Linked DNA regions of Hordeum vulgare: region 1 is linked to region 2. The links are chromatin contacts, called in public Hi-C maps. All regions are on one chromosome and are shown on one strand. The core of a region is the stretch at or near the end of the contact, and the rest is flanking DNA. Distances in the headings are between cores, read along the strand shown. Region 1 has its middle 47 kb from the start of LOC123397581. Region 2 holds the start of LOC123396900 (serine carboxypeptidase 1-like).

What was found. A called contact is a pair of places that touch in the nucleus more often than the background predicts.
Region 1: a contact with region 2 is called in a Hi-C map of seedling, with 2.3 times the contacts expected there. The contact joins the enhancer-like site here to the promoter of LOC123396900 in region 2. A contact is called at or near these places in 2 of 6 Hi-C or Micro-C datasets (leaf and seedling).

Annotation. Positions count from the first base shown.
Region 1 is chr5H:464,562,472-464,565,297 of MorexV3_pseudomolecules_assembly, forward strand. No RefSeq gene overlaps it. Among protein-coding and RNA genes, the nearest start is that of LOC123397581, 47 kb to the right of the region's middle. Within about 2 kb of position 1,425, at least 3 of the 3 cell types and tissues checked have open chromatin away from gene starts, as enhancers often do. A contact at or near this core is called in leaf and seedling, where this site is marked.
Region 2 is chr5H:464,334,788-464,337,698 of MorexV3_pseudomolecules_assembly, forward strand. It overlaps LOC123396900 (serine carboxypeptidase 1-like), which reads right to left and starts at 1,373. Exons shown (of 6, transcript XM_045091674.1): 1 at 869-1,373; 2 at 496-758; 3 at 158-403; 4 at 1-38. The coding sequence starts at 1,373.

The DNA.
Region 1 (2,826 bases), core at 175-2,674, 230 kb after region 2:
AAAATTTAAACATCAAAAAAGATATTTTGTGAAATGTGATAAATAATTTAGTATGAGACATGGAATTTTAAACTTTGGAAAAAATATTTGAAATTTTAAACATAGAAAATATAAAAAAGGAAAAGGAAAGAACAAAAGTAAAAGAAACATAAAAAGAGAAATAGAAACGAAAAAGTAAAAAGAAGTTTCAGGAACCTTATTGGAGGTTCCGAAAACCAATAAATACCGGATGTGAATCTTTAAAAGGTTCGTAAAGCCGGAAGGGCTGTTACACGCTAACGGGCTTGCCCAGTTTCAGCTCTCGATCACGCTTGTGCGAAAGCTTGATAGTTTGACGCAAAGAGCCATCAATAGGAGCTCCCGGCAAGCAACTAGTGATCCCGCTGAAGCTTTTTCCCTGTGCGCTATAGCTATTGGGCCGGCACATTCGCTTTCACCCTCTGATATAGCTATTCCGCCGGTCCATTCGCTTTTATATTTTGTTTGATTGGTTTTTTATCGAGTTCGCTCGCTATACTTCCTTCGCTGGTTTCGTTACTATTTTTGTTTTCATTTTTCTTTCCCTTTTCCGTTTTTATTTGATTCCGCAATAATTGCTTTTATTTTTCTGTTTATATTTGTCTTTGTGCGCTTTTCTTAATTTCTTTCTTCAGTCTTCACTGATTATCTTTTTTTTCTTTGTTTTTACCGGCTTTCTTTGTTTCTTTGCTATTTTCAGTGTGCTTTTTCTCTGGCCTTTTCTATGTTTTTCTTTGGGTTCTTTTGCTTTCTTCTTTGTTTATTTTGTCAGATTTCATTTTCGTTTTTTAGCACATGTAACATTTCGTCAGTACACAATATATTTTTTAGTGTACGCGTGAACCATTTTTTATGCACATTGAACATTTTTCAATACATGATGTACATTTTTGTTATAATACTTGTTTTGAACATATTTTTTAATACATGGTCAACCTTTCCACAAGTACATGTTAAATATTTTAATGCTAATAGTGTTTTAATAATTGCATACAGATTTATTTTATGCCATATAAACATTTTTATGAAATATGACAATTGATTTCAAATATGAGAATATATCCTTAAATATTCACGCTTTTTAATAGTCCTTTGTTTACGTTGTATATGTATTTTTCATAAACTTCACATACATTTGTTTGAAATGAAGGGACACTTTTCCATGTCAGAAACATTATTTTTGAAAGGTATCAACATTTGTTTTAATTCTGCTAACCTTTTTCGTAATGTGCTATTTTTTTTCAAATTCAGTATTTTATACAAAAAGTGAAGTTTCAAAATGTAATTTAAAAAAAAGATAAAGAAGGAGTAATTAGTATGATGGAGAGCTGCTCGGCTATATATGTTTCTCCTGAGGAGATGCTGCCTTTTGTCTCGCGTAAAGTGAGACATAGGGGAGCCCGGTCAAGTCTCGCAAGAAGCAATATATAGTCATACCCGGAGTGGTCTCCTACCTGGCGCTCGTACCTTCTAGAAGTATATTAAACTAGTATTTACAGGGATTTTCTGCTTTTACATTTTTCTATTTTTTCAATGAACTTCTTTCTAGTTTTTATGATTCTCTTTGTCCTTTTTGTTTTTTTACACTTTTTCTTTTAGTTATTTTATTTTCTATATAATTTTATTTATTGTTGTTTTTCGTATTTTTAAAAATCAGAACTTCAAATATTTTTTTGAATCTAAAAAATGTGCAGTTTTTTAAAAAAATCTATTTTTTTAGAATGAGACTATTTTTTAAAAAAGATTCTAGCATTCTTTTGGAAAATGTTCCTCTTTTTTTAAAAAAAAACTTTTTTCAAACGGGAATAAGTTTGAAGAATTGTGCAGTTTTTTTACTACTAAAAATGTTTTTAAACACGAACACTTGTGAATATTTTTGAACAATTTTTGAAGCAGGAACATTTTTTGAACTTATGTATACATTTTGAAACAGGATTGTTTTTGAACTTACGTACATTTTTGGAAAAGGAAAACATTTTTTAGAAAATGAAGAACGTTTTCCAAAATTCCAGAAAATTTTCAAATCATGAAAAAAAATTAAAATAGTTTTGAATATGTGAACAAGTTTTGTTTTAAAAAAGAACCAATTTTTGTAAAACAGGAACATTTTTTCATAAATTTACAAGACAATTTGTTCATCAGTTCGTGATTCCTTATTATTTTTTGAAGCAGGAACATTTAAATACAAATAGAGAACAAAAATTTAAACACGGGAACATTTTTGGAAATTCAAAAAGAATTTTAGAAAATGTCAAACAAAAAATAGGAAAAGTAATAAACACAAAATGAAAAAAAATGAGAATGGAATCAATAAATTTTTTATGGAAAAAGGACATTTGTAAAAAATATCAAACGTTTTTCAAAATATCAAACATTTTTCAAAATCCCAAACACTTTATAAAGTTATGATTTTTTGGAAAATCCAGAATAGTTTGTAAATTCATGAACAATGTTTGATAAACGACATTTTTCCAATTTTGTAACATTTTCCTCAAAATACCGAACAATTTATGAAAAATCAAACATTTTTTACAAATCATATACATATTTCGAACTTATGAATGTTTCTGAAAAATTGCAACCATTCGAAGTTTAGAACTTTTTTAAAAAGCATTTTTAGCTTGAAGAACAATTTTAAAAAATCCACAACATTTTTTAAAATCCAGAATATTTTCTGAAATAAAAAAGAAAATAAAGAAAGAAAAAAGTAAAAAGTGAAAACCGTTTCAGAAAACCTTCTAGAAGTTTCCTAAAACTAGAAAAACCCGGCTGGAACCTTTAGAAAAAGGTTCCCAAAACCAGGAAAAA
Region 2 (2,911 bases), core at 123-2,622:
TCGATATAGGACCCGATGCACGGATCATAGCCTGGTAACTGTATCAATTAAAAGAGCTAATGAGTCATTACCACCACCTCTGATCTGTTAATGCTGAATAATTTTCTTTTCTACAAAAGAGAAAGAGCGCATGTATGATCCGTGCAGGAGTACGTACGTAGCCACTCGAGTGGAGACTCCCGTCTGGCGACTGGATGCAGACCGGGGCGTAAATGTTGTACGAATCGATGGCGCCCTCATTGAACGAGTGTTGCGCTTCAACGCACCCTTTATCCCCAAACCGTCCGAAGCTGCAGTGCTGGCTGATGTTGCCCCACACCTCGTCGGAGATCACCCCGTGGTTCCACAGGAACTCTAACGATCCCTGTCTGTTGTTGGACCAATCGAGGAGCGGATTGCCGACCTGCGGAAATGAACCCCGGTTTCTGTTAGTTAGGGATACCACCAATACAGATCAAAGCTCGCAACGCCGGCGGCCGTGATCAGCCAACTTACGAAGATGCCCTTGAGGTTCATGTCTGTGAGACCGAGTTCGCTTAGGGCGACGATGACGGTGGCGAGCTGGGGGACGTAGTGCCCGCTGTAGCTCTCGCCGGCGATGTAGAAGTCGCGGCCCTTGTACTCGGGGAACCTCTCCAGCCAGTTGAGCAGGAACATGTAGGCGTCCACTGCGGTCCTCGTGTCGCCGCTCGTCACCGTCGTGTTCGAGTACGAGAACCCAACGCCCGCCGGCGACTCTAGGAAGATCACATTTGCCACTGCATAACACCACAACACAAACCGTCAGTGAGTGTGAGATTACACGACCCAAATGCGTACACAAACTTGTACGAGTACTAACTTGTAACAGGATCTGTCAGCCACCTACCATTGTTCCAGGCATGCCTGTTTCTGCTCAGCGTCTTCCCGTCGGGGTTCACACGGAACGGTCCGAGCTCCGCCATGGCGCCGAGGCCGAGGGAAGAGCACCCGGGCCCGCCGTTGAGCCAGAGCACGAGCGGCTTGGAGGAGGCCTCGTAGGGCGCCTCGACGAAGTAGTAGAAGAGCGCGCGGCCGTACTCCTCGCTGACCGTGACATACCCGGAGTACTGGTCGAAGTTGACGCGCGGGGGCTGGCCAGGCAGCGCCGCGATCCTGTCGGCCTCCCTGGTGCCCGCCGGCGGGGTATCACACTTGGTGGGCAGGTGGCGGAAGCTGCTGATCGGGTCGGCCCAGGTGTCCGGCTCCGAAGGCCCATTCACGCGCGTCTGGGCCCTCGATTTGAGGAAGGCCCTCAGCACATCCTTCTCGGTGACAGCATTCGCGACCGATCCTCCTCCCAGTAGGATCGCCAGTACGAGTACTGCCGCGCAGTACATGGCATGGTTCCTCATCGTAACATGCTGAGGATATGTAGATCGTTTTGATGCTTTTATACTGACACGTCGTAACCAGCTGAGGACAATCCAAGCAGCAACTTCGCGGTTAGGATTCTCCGAAATCAGCTTGCTATATACAGCTATAGTAGCTAGCTAATAGCTACGAGATACATGCGTGGCATCGTCGATGTTTGACTGAGCTCGACAATGTGATATTCCAGATATCTTGGTTGCATAGTGCGGGACATTGTTGGAATACAGCAATGAAATTGACATCGAAATCATTTCCTGTCGACGCCGTCGATGCCGAGGTGACATCTCTACGTACGAAACAATCCAAACAATGAGAGTAGGGACCGAGGTGACAAACTGTCCGCCGGTACCAGTACTCTTTATGAACTAATGGTCATGGTTCACTTTTGTACTCGGTTTGTTTTTCCTTTTTTTGTTCTTTCAAATTAGCTTTGTCCCTAGTTATAATTTAAAAGTTTGACCAAGTTTATAGGAAAGAGTATAAACATTCACGGTAACCAATATATATGGTGTGAAAAATTATTCAATGATAAAACCAATAGTATTGATTTAAAAAATTATCTACATACTAACTCAAAAGTAACAAGTTTGCTTAAGACACAGCTAAAATGTGGAATAAATAAAAATGAAAGATGGTATTTTTTCTATTTTGAATCCTGGATCAGACCTAATGGTTCAGTTTTTTTAGAATCAACTTAGGACAGTGAAAGTGCAAGGCCGTCATATATGTATCCACTACTATGAAAAATCCTACGAACAGTACATGGGGTAAAGGCCTAGCAGTACTACAGGGAGTCGTGCTACTGCTAGCTTACTACAACTAACTTTTAGGAGTAGCGCGGCCTAGACCCACGCTACTAGTACTTCTGTTAGGTGTAGTGTGGCTTTGGACACGCGCTGCTACTAAGTAACACCAAACCGGTTGCTGTCCCGCGACACTACTATTTGTGCGTATTTATTTCTTTATATTTATATTTATATTATATTTTTACACCGTTATATAAATTTTTATACATTAGCAATGAAGAGGTTGTGAAAGAAACATAGGTTATATTAAAAATAAGTGGATCCAATTAACCAAGTTGGATTAATAAAACAATAGAATGTTGGGACGGCACACAAGTATCAAATGATAAGTATTGGCAATAACTGTAGTAGGTCTTGTCTACTGCATTCCTTGTATTTTTTGGAGAAAGGCAATAAGTTTTTAATTATAAATAAACAACTTTAGTACGGATGAATGCCAACTATTTTTAAATGAACAATACAAAGTACTTAACAAATTTGTTTGACAAACTCACATAAAGGTTGAATTGGAATCATGTCCACTTCCACCCAAATGTCGATATTATCATCAGAATCATCTTCAGCACCAATATCGAAGGTTATTTTCATATCCTCTTGAAATCTGTAGGCCATGCATAGTGCTCTCTAATTTAAACAACAAAAATGTTTGTGATTTACTGCGTTATAGAGCTTAACCTCAGAAACGAAACCATGTTTCGTCTTATGGTGAGTTC